Regions from separate parts of the Mus musculus genome. Here region 2 is linked to region 1. Evidence: chromatin contacts called from public HiChIP or PLAC-seq data. All regions are on one chromosome and are shown on one strand. The core of a region is the stretch at or near the end of the contact, and the rest is flanking DNA. Distances in the headings are between cores, read along the strand shown. Region 1 overlaps Exosc7 (exosome component 7). Region 2 overlaps Lars2 (leucyl-tRNA synthetase, mitochondrial).

Evidence for each region. HiChIP or PLAC-seq counts read pairs in DNA pulled down with a chosen protein or histone mark.
Region 2: a contact with region 1 is called in an HNF4G HiChIP or PLAC-seq map of pancreatic cancer cells. The contact joins two enhancer-like sites. A contact is called at or near these places in 1 of 15 datasets of contacts at CTCF or cohesin (large pre-B cells), 13 of 484 Hi-C or Micro-C datasets (ECoMG-derived neutrophils, the G1E-ER4 cell line, Th17 cells and 8 more), 2 of 115 datasets of contacts at active chromatin or transcription factors (fibro-adipogenic progenitors and pancreatic cancer cells) and 2 of 9 other capture datasets (adipose tissue and liver).

Annotation. Positions count from the first base shown.
Region 1 is chr9:123,132,500-123,139,782 of GRCm38.p6, forward strand. Exosc7 (exosome component 7) reads left to right here. Exons shown (of 8, transcript NM_001081188.1): 8 at 3,400-3,630. The coding sequence ends at 3,504. Among named protein-coding and RNA genes, the nearest start is that of Clec3b, 15 kb to the right of the region's middle. Within about 2 kb of position 4,967, at least 79 of the 459 cell types and tissues checked have an H3K27ac peak or open chromatin away from gene starts, as enhancers often do. A contact at or near this core is called in pancreatic cancer cells, where this site is marked.
Region 2 is chr9:123,428,468-123,436,030 of GRCm38.p6, forward strand. It overlaps Lars2 (leucyl-tRNA synthetase, mitochondrial), which reads left to right. Exons shown (of 21, transcript NM_153168.3): 11 at 3,419-3,534. Among named protein-coding and RNA genes, the nearest start is that of Gm40586, 32 kb to the right of the region's middle. Within about 2 kb of position 2,759, at least 36 of the 459 cell types and tissues checked have an H3K27ac peak or open chromatin away from gene starts, as enhancers often do. A contact at or near this core is called in pancreatic cancer cells, where this site is marked.

The sequences.
Region 1 (7,283 bases), core at 3,717-6,216:
CCTAGCTCCCACATAAAGAACTGGGCAGGGTGGTGCATGCTTGTAACCCCAGTACTAGAAGGCAGAGAGAAGTAGAACCTGGGGCTCGCTGGCCAGCCATGCTAACCAGGGGTGAGCTTCACATCCAGGGAGACCCTGTCTCAGAAATGAAGGTAAAGAGTGATAGAGGAAGACACCTAGTGTTGACCTGTGGCCTCCAAGAGCACATAACAGGACGTGGTGGCAGTGTGCTGGCTGGACCCAGGTGTCACCCTGACCTGTGGCCAACAAGACTAAGTCTCTGAGGAGCAAAAGCTATTCCCTAGACCTTCATGCAGGAACTCCAGACATTTGAGCTCAACAGTAGTACAAAGCACTTCTCATTTTTATTATAAAAACAAGCAAACTATGAGTTGGCATTTACCATTAGCTTAAACAGATAGAAGTACAGCGAGAGAATCCACCTGATGTTAGGCCCTGTTGTCTTTGCTCATGTGCAAGAGCCAAGAATATTCCTCCCAGGCCTTTGTCTTTCCCACAGAGATAATGCCGACATGTCAGAGCATCCCCTTCATGCCCTTGCTTTTAAATGCCCTCACTTATTACAGTTTGTGAGTTTTTATAGACGGCCATCTTGTGGGAAGAGCACTCTATACTCTGCCCCATCCATAGTTCATTGCTTTCTTACACAAGCTTCCACACCAAAGTGTAAGCTGTGAAGACCTGTCTCCCAGGCTGTGCATTCCAGCCTAGGCTTAGGGGCACCTCCTGCAGGGAGGGAAGGATGGCAGCTCTGAGAATACGAGGGGCAGAAGTACTGGTGAGTTGGTGCCCATTATCTCTTGTTCTCTGTACTCTGCTAAGCAACCTAGGTTGGGCTTCTCTACAGATAGAATGCAGTAGGAGTCCTACCAAAGACCTCGTCAGACAGGAGGAGCTCAAGCTTCCCTTGGAGAGGGCTCACCCAGAGGACTGAATGAGAAATCTGTAAAAGTGTCCTTTACGTGCCAGAATGATTGTTGACTCTGAAGCTTGCTGCCTCAGTCTGCTAACCTAGGCCTCGTCCTGGAAAGCTTCCAGCCCCTGTACAGTCTTACCTAGGCCGAGGATGTTTTCAGCCTCTGAGACTTACTGAATGAGCTAATGGTTCTTTGCTCTCTCTGAACACTGGCTGGCTAATCAACTCAGCCATTCTGTCTCAAACTTCTTTCTAACCTGATTGATTCAAACTGGCTTCTCTCAGCTTTTCTTAATTGCTCTGCTTGGCCTCAGACTAACTCTGTTCTAATCTTCTGGCTCCTTATCATTCTTCAGCCCATTCCATCTTCACCTGTGTCTAGCTTATTTTAACTCTCTCTGCAACATGTCTCTGGTACAACTGTCCTGGTAAAACTGCCTCCTTCCTCTCTCTGCACTGCCCCCAAGTAGCTTCCCTCGCCACTCTTCTACTGAGAGTTATACATATCCTATTTTATCAGCTCTTTCTCTGATTCATCACTTTGCCACTCAATTAGACATCACTTTTAAACATGGGTGCTTCCTTCTACAAACTTTACCTTCATTGTTTGGGACTAAAGGTGTGTACTAAGGTCATGTCTGTATTCTAGCCAAAGGGATTAAAGGTATGTCCTAAGGACTGAGCCGCACCACAACTAGAAACAGTTTTGTTTTGTTGTGTTGTGTTTTTTCAGTAAATAACATAATCTCAGGATTCACAGAGCAATCAAGCATCCTGCAACAGAAATACAGGTGTTTTAAACAATAGCAAAGATTTATTGTGTACTACATGCCAGGAACTTAGTGTTTTTCCCAATCTGTTATCCCCCATAGTTATTCACATTTTTTTGAGATGAAGAACCTGAGGCATGTAAAAGATAAGCAGGTCTCTCTGAAGTGTTGTAGCTGTGCCTCCAGGGCTGTCAGCCTGTATTTGCCAAGAGCTTAGGGTCAGGGTTACAGTGGTTGGGAAATTAGCTCCATCAGTGAGCTGAGCCTGGGCCTCCCTAACCTAAGAATGGGGTCTGCAAATGTGGCTCAAAGAACAACTTATCTCTGCAGGCTGTGGCCTCTGCTCTCCACTCCTGTTGTCCTTGCTCTTACCTCTTCTTATCTTTCTCCCACCTTCATTTGCATGGGTAGTCAGACCACCTGTTTGTTAGACTTGAACATCTTTCTGTAGTGGAGGATGTGTGTGTTTGTGTGTGTATGCATGCATATGTGCATGTTTGCATATGTGTGAGTGTGCATGTGGGGAGGTTCTTGCTCATGTAAGTGTGTGTGTGTCTGTGTAGATCGGAGGTTGGCACTGAGTGTCTTCCTCAGTCATTCTCCACTATGTGTATTGGGGCAGGATCTCTCACTTGAACCCAGAGCTCATTAATCTAGCCAGCCAGCTTATTGTAGGGATCCCTGCTTCTGGCTCTCTGTAAGCTGAGATCACAAGTTTGCTACCACATCTGCCCAACATTTACTGGGTGCTGGGAGTCTGAACTCTAATCCACAATAATCTTTTCATAAGTTTTCATATCTGGAGGCTCATCTCACATGACAGCTGGCACCAGGATAGACCCAAAGGTTATGACTGGCCTGGGACTGGGGTCTGTAGGCTTGGTGCCTTTCTCTCTGACACTAAGATCCAATCCAGTGTCATTGTCACAGTCATAGGCTGTGAGAACACTCAAAGTTTTCAGTAGAGACTTGAGGTTGATACATTATAATCGTAAAGTGATTCATGAGCCTGGAGCCAAGATATCAAAGATTTTATTTGGGGGGTTTGGGACATTCTGTGCATTTATTTAGTTTTGTTTTGTTTTGTTTTTTTCTAGCCTGTCTGCTGTTTGGGTGCTAATGGCTAAAGTAGTAGGTAGTCTGACCTGTTCTATTCTAATGCAGCTCTGCAGGTAGCCAAGGGGCAGACTTAGGCACCTGAGACTTGACCTGGGAGGCTGCTGTCAGCTGAGTTAGGAATGGCTTATTAGTAAGATGGCCTGGCAGTCTGCTCTTCAGCCGGAGGGTTCTCTGTGGTCTTTTATCCTTATTATAAAACAGTGCCTTGGACAGCTTTGGTTGGCAATGTGGCTGTTTGTCGTGGCCACAGGAGCACTGATGGTTGGGCAGTCTTCCCTGGCCCTTCATGCTTGGTGTATTTAGAGGATCTCCAGGGTGTAACTGTGATGCTGTTGGGGTTTAGAGTTCATGTTGTATTTATTGAAAGACTGTTCTGGTCTTTCTGTTAGTGAGCTGGAGTGTAGCTCTGTGGAATGTATACCTAATTTGTAGGGCAAATGAAAAGCTGCTTTAAAAGTTCTGTGATGCAGACAGATGTGTAGGTATTGGGCAGACTAGCCAGCAGGTGGGGGCTTCTGGTCAGTTTGTACCTCACTAGCAGGTGACCTCTGTCCTGTCCCTGTCATCCTACAGAGCAGCAAGCGAGTGGGCAAGGTGCTGCACGTGTCCTTGCAGAGCCTTCTGCACAAGGAAGAAAGCCTGGGGCCCAAGAGGCCGAGAGTCGGGTTCCTGGGGTGATTTCTCTCCACTGCACGTTGGTTGCCTCACTTTTCATTGACACTGGTTTGTATATATTTCTCTTAATTGTCAAAATTTAATTCCACATTTGTAAATGTAAAAATAAAGTCTATTTTTTTTGGTCCATTGGTGTTGTTAGCATCTCCAGCTTTATACCAAGACACCATCCTGCTTAGCAGTCTGCTGCCAGGATGGAATTGAAGTGAGTCGGGAGCTGCCTGCTTTAAAGTACGAGAGAATGACAGCAAACACTGAAGTAAAGACCCTGCAGGAGCTAGACATGGTAGCATAGACTGAATACTTGCACTGGGGAGGGTTCAAGCTGAGACAATTTAACAAGACCCAGTCTCCAATCAGACTCCTCGGAGAAAGTGCTTTAAAGAAATAGCCTCCGGCAATAAGTTTGGTTTTTTTTGTTTGGTTGGTTTTTTGGGTTTTTTTTTTTTTATTTTTGGTGTTTGGTTTTTCAAGACAGGGTTTCTCTGTGTAGCCCTGGCTGTCCTGGAACTTACTCTGTAGACCGGGCTGGCCTTGAACTCAGAAATCTGCCTGCCTCTGCCTCCCAAGTGCTGGGATTAAAGGCGTGCGCCACCACTGCCTGGCTCCTGCAGTAAGTATTTTGTGAATTATTTTTTTCTTTATAAAACTTTTGCACTAAAAATCACAGTGCCAGGTTTGGTGACACAAACTTTTAATCCCAAGACCAGCAAGGCAGAAGTAAGTAGATTACTATGAGTGTGGGGCTAGCCTACTCTGCATAGTGAATTCCAGGCTAGCTAAGTGAGACCTACATAGTGAAACCGTGTCACAAAAATTAATCAATCATCAATCAATTCAAACCACTCCCACCCACCGTGTACTTGGTGCTTCTGAGGGTCAGGAATAAGGAAGCCATGGCCACAGAGGAGGGCCCAGGCCTCCTGCCTGTACCTGCCAGGTAACCTTACCAGGTCCTGCCAGCCAAGAGACCCAGAAGATCCTTCCTTGGGTCAGGGGCTTAGTGGACACTTGGGTCCCTCCCCATCCTATCCTACCTTTCTTAGATTTTTCTGCTTTTGTTTTGAGTCAGAGTCTTATGTAGCCCAGTGATGCCTTTGAACTCCAAGTCTTCCTGCTCGGGATTAGGTTGCAGGCATGTTCTGGCATATCAGACTCCAGTCTTGTTTTCAAATTCCTTTGTGTTTTATAACCCCGCCCTGATGTTTCATAAGATGGCCGTGTTGTATCAGCACTATAAAGGCTGCTTAAGGACTATTGTCATTTGACTTACTAGCCAGCTTTAGTTGTCTGGGGACAGTAAGGAAGATAGTCTACTCACAGTGCAGCATGGTGGAATTCAGGCTTCGTGCATACAGGAGTATTTGTGTGTTTTCCAGGAGAGCTAAAGCTCCTAAATCAGTCTTACTGGGCCCTTGGGAGGGAGCTGACTCATGGAGAACATTTCAGCCAGAGGTATTTGCATTCTGCATTGAGTCAGCCAAATAGGGCGAGGTGTTAGGAACTTATCATCTAATGGAAAGAGCAGTGTGGGCTGCAGCCCTCGTGCATTAATTTCAGAGGCCCAGGCATGGGCCCTCCCTCGTGTGACCAGGTCCATCCATCCCTGCAAAGAAGTAGCTGGATTTGTGTGTCCCTGGGAAGCTGCTTACCTACTGATAGCATAGCTGGGCTGTTGTGTTTTCCCAGTGCATGCCACAACAGATGCCATGTTACCCAACAAGGCAGGAGACAGGCTTTATCCTCTGCCCTGTGCCCATTGTGTACCCACGAGGAGTGATTAGCGGTGGTGGTGCAGAGAGGTGCCTCAAATGTGAATGAGGTGCACAAGCCTCGGTTCCAAGGACCGCTTCCACTCGATCACTTTGTCTGTGTAGGACAGTGACCACTTTTAGTGCTTTTGTATGTGCCCATGGGTAGTAAAAATGAATGTTGAGGTTACCACAGCAGTACTATGGGCACAAGCCTGGGACAGGGCACCCGGATTCATATGCCACCCCCCTGTTCACCTCTCATCTTCCTCTGGCTCTTTGGGAAAATTGGTGAGAGAGGAAAACTCCAGTTTGTAGGTAAGTTGGTTCTGTACGTTGGGACAGCAGTGAGGGAGCCAGGGTCATAGAACACTTGGTGGCTTGTTTTTCATGAAGGGAGAAGGATATATAGCTAGTAGAAACTTGTTTGGGTCACTACCCAAAGTTCTCCAGAGAGAAGGGGTATGCTCTGAAAGCTAAGAATATGGCATGCCCTAAGATCCTGCAGAAGAGGGACCTTCTGCAGAAAGTAAGTAGTCTGTCACCAGCTACTCTCTTCCCGAGGGCCTTTGCAGACTCAGAGTGTAGGCTGTGGATCAGGCCCCAGCAACACCTTTGATGCTTGTGTGATGGTTTTTAATCTGCATTATCCCCCAAACAGCGCTGGGCCCACACCTGCCAAAGCCCAAGACAATGTGTGGGAGAGGAGTTTGAGTTTAGACATCCTGGAGGCCGGAAGCAACAGGAGCACTAATCATGTAGGCAGAGAACTAAGTTCAACACCCCTCTGCTTTTCTGGAAGAGGTGGGCATACAGCACTGCCCTTGTTCCCTTAACCTTGCAGGCTATCCACTAACTCTCCCACAGGTGACTCCTGTGTGTCCCTTGAGAAGATGGCACATGGGACAAGTGATGAGTCTATGGAATAGGAGTGTATCCAGAAGACACCTGCTAGGTGTCTCCAGATCTGGATCATGGGAATCCTGCTTCACTTTCTATCCTCAAGTATTGTGAGCCCCATGAGACCAGGCTGGGAGCTTGGCCTCCCAAGACCTACCCAACACAGGCACCAGGACACAGACAGGGCCAGAGTCACATACTTGAACAGATGGCCAGGGTCAAAAGCTATTTGTGTTTGGTTTTGAGTACGGGTGGGATCACCCTTGCTTTCATGTTAGAAATCTGTATTCTGGATGCTCTGGCCTTTGAAGGGTGTGGGAAGACAGCCTCAGGCTAGGCCACGCTGCTGCTGACACAGGGCCAGAAGGGCTGGGGCTGAAAGGAAACATCTGTGAGGGGTTGTGTGAGGGCCAGCTGCATGCAGAGCCAGAATTTCACATGTTTAAGCAGATCTAGGTGGGGTGCCCAGATCTTGTTTTGTCCAGTTTTGACTTTAAATGTTTTCAAAGCGGTGGAGGAAAACAGAAAAATAAACTGCATTGTGCCTTGACCCTCTTCCCAGTTTTCCACCTCTGCTTCTACACTTAGCACAATAAGATAGCCTTGAGGGTGGAGGGCTTAGCACACATTTCCTTAGGGAAATATTAATCTAGTGTGTCTGTCCTGGCTGAAACCCAGCCCTCCCTGCTTTCTTCTGACACATGATGGGGACAGTACCACAGATGTGTAGTTGGAGGGGGGGGAGGGGGTAAAAGTGATAGGGCTCCAGGTGGCCTGTCAGAATCCACTGTGGCCGGCTGCACTGGTGCTGTGCGCCTGGCTAGAGAGAAGTGGAGTAGACAAGAGAATATGAATGCTTTACAGATCCAGGGTCAGCATGGGTAGCAGATGAGCCAGAATTGCTGTTATGTATCCGTCCATGCTTTGTACAGGGAAGTGCAAACTGCCCATAAGGGCTTCATACATAGGCTGTATTCTGAGAGCTGCACCACAAAAGAATAAAAAACAAAATCCAGGAAATGGAACTGAGGTGTATGTAGAAGGCCCTGGATTTAAGCCCAGTACTGTGATGGACAATGTGGTTGGACTCGGGGCAGGAAACTTAGAGGAATAATGGGAAGAAAAGAGAGG
Region 2 (7,563 bases), core at 1,509-4,008, 290 kb after region 1:
CATGAGTTAGTTTTTAAATACCTAGGCACATGATATGGGGATAATACAACATAGGCTAAAAATTTAATTTCCAAATCCAAGCCAGGTGTAGTAATTCAGGCATCTAGTCCCAGCATTGAGGAGAGAGATCTTGAGTTTGAAGTCAGCCTAGGCTATATAGTAAGATCCTGTCTTAACAAAACCAAACCAAACAAAATAAAACTCACCAAACTGCCAGCAAGGGTAGAGATGGGAGTTCCTATGATCCTTGTAAGCTGGGTTTTGGAATTGTGGAGGAGGCTAATCTGAGCTCCTCAAGAAAGGGTCATGAACAGTATACAAAGGCACCTGAGAGACATTTTGTCATTGGCAGCCTTATTTATGAGTGTTACCCATCTCTTGTCCTGGGGCAGAACGAGAACAAAGGATAAGTATCTAATGACAGCCCTGTCCAAAATTTGCCTTCGGGACACACCTGTGCACCTCTCTGGCTTGCTTTCCTGTCACACTGCAGATCACACTGGAGATCCCAGTCACACTGCAGAGCAGCAGCCTGCTCAGCAGTGCCCTTCCTGTGCTGCTGCAGCAACAGTTCCTATTAAAATGACCTCAGGTCACTTCTGATGAAGCATTTGGAAGAGATGTCAAAGCAGAAAGCTGGCACTGAGCACTCAGGTCATGTCTGACTGTTACAACCATACATTTTATAATTAGTAAGAAGTTTTAAGCAGCCAGAGTAAACAGTGGAAAAAAACCTTAATATGGCTTTTTGGGGGCAGACAAGGGATGTTTGACATTTTGGGCTAAATCACCGACACAATGGTTCTGAAGGATTTAGATGTTTTTAGGTAAGCATGGGGAATTTTTTTTTCCGTTGTCTTGATTTCCTTCGGTTGTATAATTGGTATTTTCTAAGTACTGTTCCTTGCCTTTTAAGGGTAGAAGCAGAGACAAGTAAGAAATAAAGCAGAATTTTCACTATCCCACCTGCACAGTTAGAATAGATCACGTTTTCAAGTAATCTTAATGTGGCCAGATAAATGTGATGGCTACTGAAAGGGACTGGTATTGGCTTAGGATACCCAAGACCAAGTTCTTAGCATAGAAGAGATTTATTTGCCCCAGAGGGACAAAGGGCAGGGAATAAGAGAAAAGACAGGAGACAGAGGAGAAGGGAGAAAGGGAAGGGAACATGGGAGAAGGGAAGGGGGTGTTCGTCTCAGTGGGGCACAAAGAACTGGCTCTGGATAGAGAGCAGACAGACAGATGTGGCCCATAAAGGTAAAAGGGGAAACTCCATGATATGATGAGGTGTTTAATTTTAATTGGGTATGTTAATTAGGTGTTCCAAAGGGGACTTTTGATTGCTGGACTTCTATACTTTGATAGCTGGACCTTGATAATCAGCCTCAGGAGGAGGAAGTGGACAAATAAGGGCATAGACTTCAGTGGCTAGCTTTAGGAATATAATCTAATGGTTTTTATCAAGGCAGAGGGAATGGGGAGAAAGGCAAGGCCTGTCAGAGCCATGTTTGCCTTCCTTGGGCTGGCTAAAGTCCTTTCAGTGTCTACTTTGGAGTGTCATTGAGTCACCCTAAGCAGGACATCAAAATCTGGCAAATGACCCTTGACTCCCTGCTGTGACTACAAACTGCTGTTGGTAGTGTTTGCTATTGCCCTGTGTCCGTACCTCCCAGTCCAGTCCATTCGCTTTATTTTGTGTTTTCTGTCACAACGCAGTTGGAAACACTATTGCCAGACTTTCTGAACCCACAAGCATTTAAATAATAATGAATTTGAATTTTAATAAGACACGGGGACTTATTAAATTTTATTATAGCTTAGGCCTTAGCTTGGGCTACCTCCCCGCTAGCTCATCTAACTTAATTAAGCCAAGTCTTATAGTCCATGTCCCACCACGTGGCCCGTTACCTCTCTCTCACTCCCCATATGTCTAACCTCCTCCATGCCCTGCTGGCAAATCTTCCTGTATCCCTGCTGCCTCTCCCAGAGACCCTCTCTCATAAGAATGGCAGTACTAAAATCTGGTCATTACTCAGCTCTCTGCTGGTACAGACTTGAATAATACCAACACAACCTTCACACACTGCACCTCAACAAAACACGCAGCTTGCACTACTATAGAACTGTCAGCCCTCTGCACCTGAAGGCACCCCTCTGGAACTGTTTTGTTTGGCTTAGCCTTCTTGTTTGACCTTCCACATGTATGTTTTAACATTTTCCATGAGAGAGGTGTCAGCACCAGGAGACATTTGACCAATTTGGGAGATTGTGAAATGAATATATAGTCCTAGCTAGCCTGTATAAAAGACACACGATCCCGGTATTTTATTTACAAGCCTAGATTGGGCAGGTTTGGAGCTATCCTAACTTATTCTCCAGTTGTATGTCCTCTTCACATGCTGTATCCCCTGGCCACATGCTCATGGTCCATCTCCTTTCATGGCAGCCTCCTCCACCCCACCCCCCCACCCCCCCACCCACCCCCACCCGTCTTCTGCTCCCTCTGCCTGCAACCCCTTCACTTGATCTTCAAGTCCCACCTTTCTCCCTTCACTGCCCAATCACAGGCTCTAGCTTTTTACTGGGGAGCAATGTTCACATAGCATCACTTGATGTATGTGAGAATCTGCTTGTGGGAAGCCAGGTCTTGAGAAGCCAGTATTTAGCATTAGAATACAAGCAGCATCAGACCAACCCACTCCAAGAGATCTTTTGTTTGTCCCTACTGAGGAAGTGGTCTGGAAAGGAGCCAGGATAGGGTAGAATACTCCCTGTGCCACCATGCTCAGAACCACCCATTTTGTCAGCAGCACCACACTCAGAACCCTGTCCTAGAGAACCAACCACCAAAGCCTGCTTCTGTGCTCAGCTGAAGCCAGAACAGCAGGCTCTACCCCTCTGGGTGATTTTCTTGTGCTCCACCTCATTTCCTGAAGATGTGTGTGGGTTGAAGAATAAATGCCTGTTCAGAATGCTCTGGTGTTTTCAGGGACACAACATAGACTCCAATGCCAGCTTTCAATCTCCAGACTTCTAGGGAATTAAAATGCCATTGGAGCCAGCACTGCTTCCCACCAGGAAGCCACTGGGGGCTATTCAAGAGGCTCTCCTCATACTTGTAATATATAGTTTCCGTGGCATAGATGGTAGATTTTAGGGTTGCAACTATGTTTTTAAGAAGAAGGAAAACCAGAGAAAAAGATATAAGGAAAATAAGTCCAACAATGTAAACAGTTGTGTTAGGGTGCCAGGTTCTCTAAGACTCTGTCCCATTATCCAGTGAGTTTGATGTGGCTTTCTGTCTTCTGAGTTAAAAGGGACCTTAAGAAGCTAACGCTGTGTGTCACTGTTGCATGATTCTTTGTTTTGAGCACTTAAGAGGAGTTGACGTTTTGTATTTTTCATCTCTGAACAGGAATCCCCAGCACCAGCTCAGAGGACACCAGACTGGCCCAAGCTCTGGGCCTACCCTACTCTGAGGTCATTGAAGCTTCACCCGATGGCACAGAGAGACTGAGTGGATCTGCTGAGGTTGGTGCCCTGGCCTGTGCCTGAAATTTACTTACTTGTGAGTCAAGCCCCTGAGATTGGTGTGATGAGACACGCTCTTACAGAGTCCTATCCCAGCTCACCCTTCCGCTCTCCCTCGCCCCAGCAGCCTTGTAGCTCTGCTTGGTTTCTCAGAACAAAAGACTCATCTTCTTCAAGACCTAGAAGTTCCTTAGCCAACCCTAGAAAACTTCATTTGAGAATCTTGCTTGAGAAATGATCTTTTCAAAGAATTTTTAGCTTCTTAGGTGACTGTAGCTGACTCTTCCTGGGGAAGATGATTGCTCACTCCAGATTATTTGCTGTTAACATCTAAAGTTTAACTTGAGTTAACAGACTGTTTACAGACTGTTTAGTTTAATGAAAGTTTACAGACCCTTATATAAACACTCAGTGTTTAAACAAGGTTATCTCCTGTTTGATTTCGTATATTCGGCAGGATGTGAACTCCAGCTGTGCTGAACTGAACCTGTAGTAACAATTTTGGAGTTTTTGTTTCTTTTAAAAAAGAAACCAGAAATTTTATAAGAATGTACTTTCATTTTAATCCCAGGTGTAGGGATGTGGGGCTGTTTTGGACTGTCAGAAGCAGCTGACTATGACTTGCTTCATGCTGTAGCAGAGGCATAGTTTTGCCAGCTGCAGATAGTTTCTGTGATTGGGTGACATTTCAAATTCTGGAAACTTTTCAGAGGGCATATAAATGCTAGAGCCCTGATAGGTGGGGTGGGTGGTTGTTGGTCATTCAGGGGCAGTTGTTAATAGTTGTGCTCAAAGAAGAAACAAAAGGAAAGAAATTAGATTCAGGGATCTCTCTCTCTCTCTCTCTCTCTCTCTCTCTGCCCCCTCTCCTTCATCCATCTCTCTCTCCTATTTAGTGATAGGCGGTTAACAGGGGTAGGATAGGGAGTGGGGGGAGGGGCAAAAAAAAAAAAAGACCAGCTACATGAACCAGAAACTGGTGGAAGAGGCTGTTTGGGGATGGGAGGCTAAAGTGGGAAGTGACTGAAAGCAGTGAGTCTCAAACTTGAGCATGTATCAGAATCATGCTGGCCTTGTTAAAACATCCTGACTCTTCCCAAGAGATCTGTTTCCAGCAAATTTGCATGGTGTTGCTGGTGGTGGTGGTATTGGGATGCTGGTGCAAGTTTTGCTGGTAGTTCAAGTGGTGGTTGTGTTGGTGGTGGTGGTGGTACTGGTCCAGGGACCACTGCTGAAAATCACTGGCTTAGAGCCTTGCTGCTGAAAGTCTGGTCCCTAGATTAATGGCTCTGACATCACTGTTAGGACTGTGACTTCCAGCCCTACCCTAGTCACACAAGTTCCCTGAGTGATTTGTATGCACATTAAAACTTGAGAGCATTGGCTTGGAGTGCTCATTTTTAAACTTGACAACACAATGGAAACACTCACAAAGTGTTTTAAAATATTGGCACTTGGAAGAAATGTGTGCTAATGCACACCTATGATCCTAACATTTGGGAAGTGAGACAGGAAGGTTAGGAGTTCAAGGCTATACTGGGCTATGTTTGAGACCATCCTGAGCTATGTGAGACCCTCGTCTCAAGAGACATAACAAATAAACTAACAATCTAATGGTTGAGTCTTACCCCAGATATTGCAACCAAATGAAGGATGATAGCGAAGACATGAGTGGTGGACATCAGGAGTTACAGCTCCCCAGGAGATTTGACTGTAAGCCCTAATCTGGGACCTGCTGGCTCAGCATGTCAGTCCTCCATCAGGCCAATCATGAATCCCAACAAAGGACCTACTGATCCCTCCCCTGGTTCTGGTTCTAGTATACCTGAAGATCCAGGTGTTTCAGGTTTGGGACCATTTAGTTATAAGGGTAGCCTGTCTTTTCTGTCTTCCTCTCTGTTTCCATCTGTCTCTGTCATCTGTCTGTCTCTCTATCTATCTATCTATCTATCATCTATCTATACATCCTTTTATCTACAAGAGAATAAGGACTTCTATCTACAAGCGAGTAGTTTCTGGCTTCATGTTTGTATCTTTAAATATAAATAATATTCTAAGATATTAAAGCCTTTTTTTTCCTTGGCCCTCATTTGTGCAGGCCTACTGGAGAGTAGGGCAGAGCCAACCCTAGGGGTCAACTTTAGCTCTGGGAAGTGAGGAAGGGGATATCCATGGCTAAAACTAGGCTGTCTCCCTGGGTCCCAGAGAGACCCCTATTCCTCTAGATGGGACTCTTAGCATTATTTATCCTCTGCATTTGCTTTCAGATTGCTTCCGGTAGCCTTCAGTCATCCCCGATCTCTTTGCTGAATATTCAACCAAATGATGTCACTGAGGGGGTGGAGAGGGTGGGACAAGGCTGTTTTCTTTCATGAGCTTCTGGAGCAGAGGGCATGAGAATACAGACTTTGACGAGAGCATGTAGTGCTTTCTATAGTAACTGTATGATACCAGGAGTCCAGACTGGAGGACCTCTCCCAGAGCATAGCCACCCCTTTACAGTAAACTCTAAGAAGACTCTTCACATTACTAGTAAGAAGGTTAGTTTGTTAAACAGTCTCTTAATGACAGTCTTGTGACTGAGCTCCTTGAGAACATGAATAGATTACATTTGTCTTTGTGTCTCTGAGGCCTGACATACAACAGGACTGATCCCAGGAGCCCACATTCTGAATGTTAGCAAGCCTCATGGCTCATTTCATCTGATTAGCTTGGTCTCTGGAGAGCATCAGTGAAGAGCACACTCCACTTCTGGACCAGCCATGTTCTGCCCTGTTGTCTGTGAAATGGGAATATTTAAATATAAGAATGGTTTGTTTCTTCAAGCTGAGGCAGATCTACCTCCTTGCTTGCCTTAAGATATAACATTGAATTTTTTTCCTCTGGATATTTTCTCTCTAAGAGGAAGTGCATATTGTACAGTTCTTCACTGGTAATTAGACATCTCAGTGATTATCTGGTAGTTAGACATTGGTAGGTATTCAACCAGGGCATAACAGAAAGGGGGGCACAGACCCGGTGCCAGCTGCCCACCACACACAGTCGGCACAGTGCCTATGGCCAACGTTGTTTCTCAAAGCTCCTGGAAATATTTTAATATCTTTAAAATTTGGAAGTAGAGATGGAAAAATAGCTCAGCAGTTGAGGATACTGTTCTTCCAGGAGATCCGGGTTCAATACCCAGCACCTACACGGCATCTCGCAACCCTCTAACTCTAGTTCCAGGAGATCTGTCCCCCTCTTCTGACCTCCATGGGCACCAGGCACAAATGTGGTGCTACAGCAACTATCTCAGACCCACCAGTGATACAAATAAATGAACAGTCTCCTAACTACTCTAACCCAACTAGTCCTGGCTCTATGTCCCACCATGTGGCCAGGTCTACCTCTCTGTTCTGTTCTGGTCCATCCATTCACCTGCTGGTTGAATCTCTCCACCTCTCAATTCTTCTCCCAGAGTTCCAGCTCTGCCCAGAAGTCCCATCTTTTACTTCCTGCCCAGCTATTGGCCATCAAGTCTTTCCTTTTTTTTTTTAATCATTCCATTTGTTTACATCTCAAATGATAACCCACTTCCCGGTTACTCCTCCACCAACCCCCCATTCCATATCTGTCACCCCCTCCCCACCCATCAACTCTTTATTAAAGCCAATTAGATACAGTTCTAGATTGCCTTCGGCAGGTGAGGAAGGAACAAATATTTACAAAATATGAGACCAGTGATGGGCCGTTAACTCTTTGCCAATACAGAATTAACAATTGAATATACAAAGACACACCTTCACACAGTATACCCCAGCATATGGTGCAGAGAAATACATGAAGATAAAACACCCATACACATAATTTTTAAATTGTAAACAAACAAACAGAAACCCCTCAAACTTTTATGAGCAAAAGTCATATTTTTCTATCAGTGCAGTTGCAAAATGTGATTTTTAGTGTTACCTTGAGGAGGAAAAGACCCATAAAGATAAATGCACCCGGGGTTCAGGGGAGCCCTGATGTGGCCCAACAGTGAAGCAGACC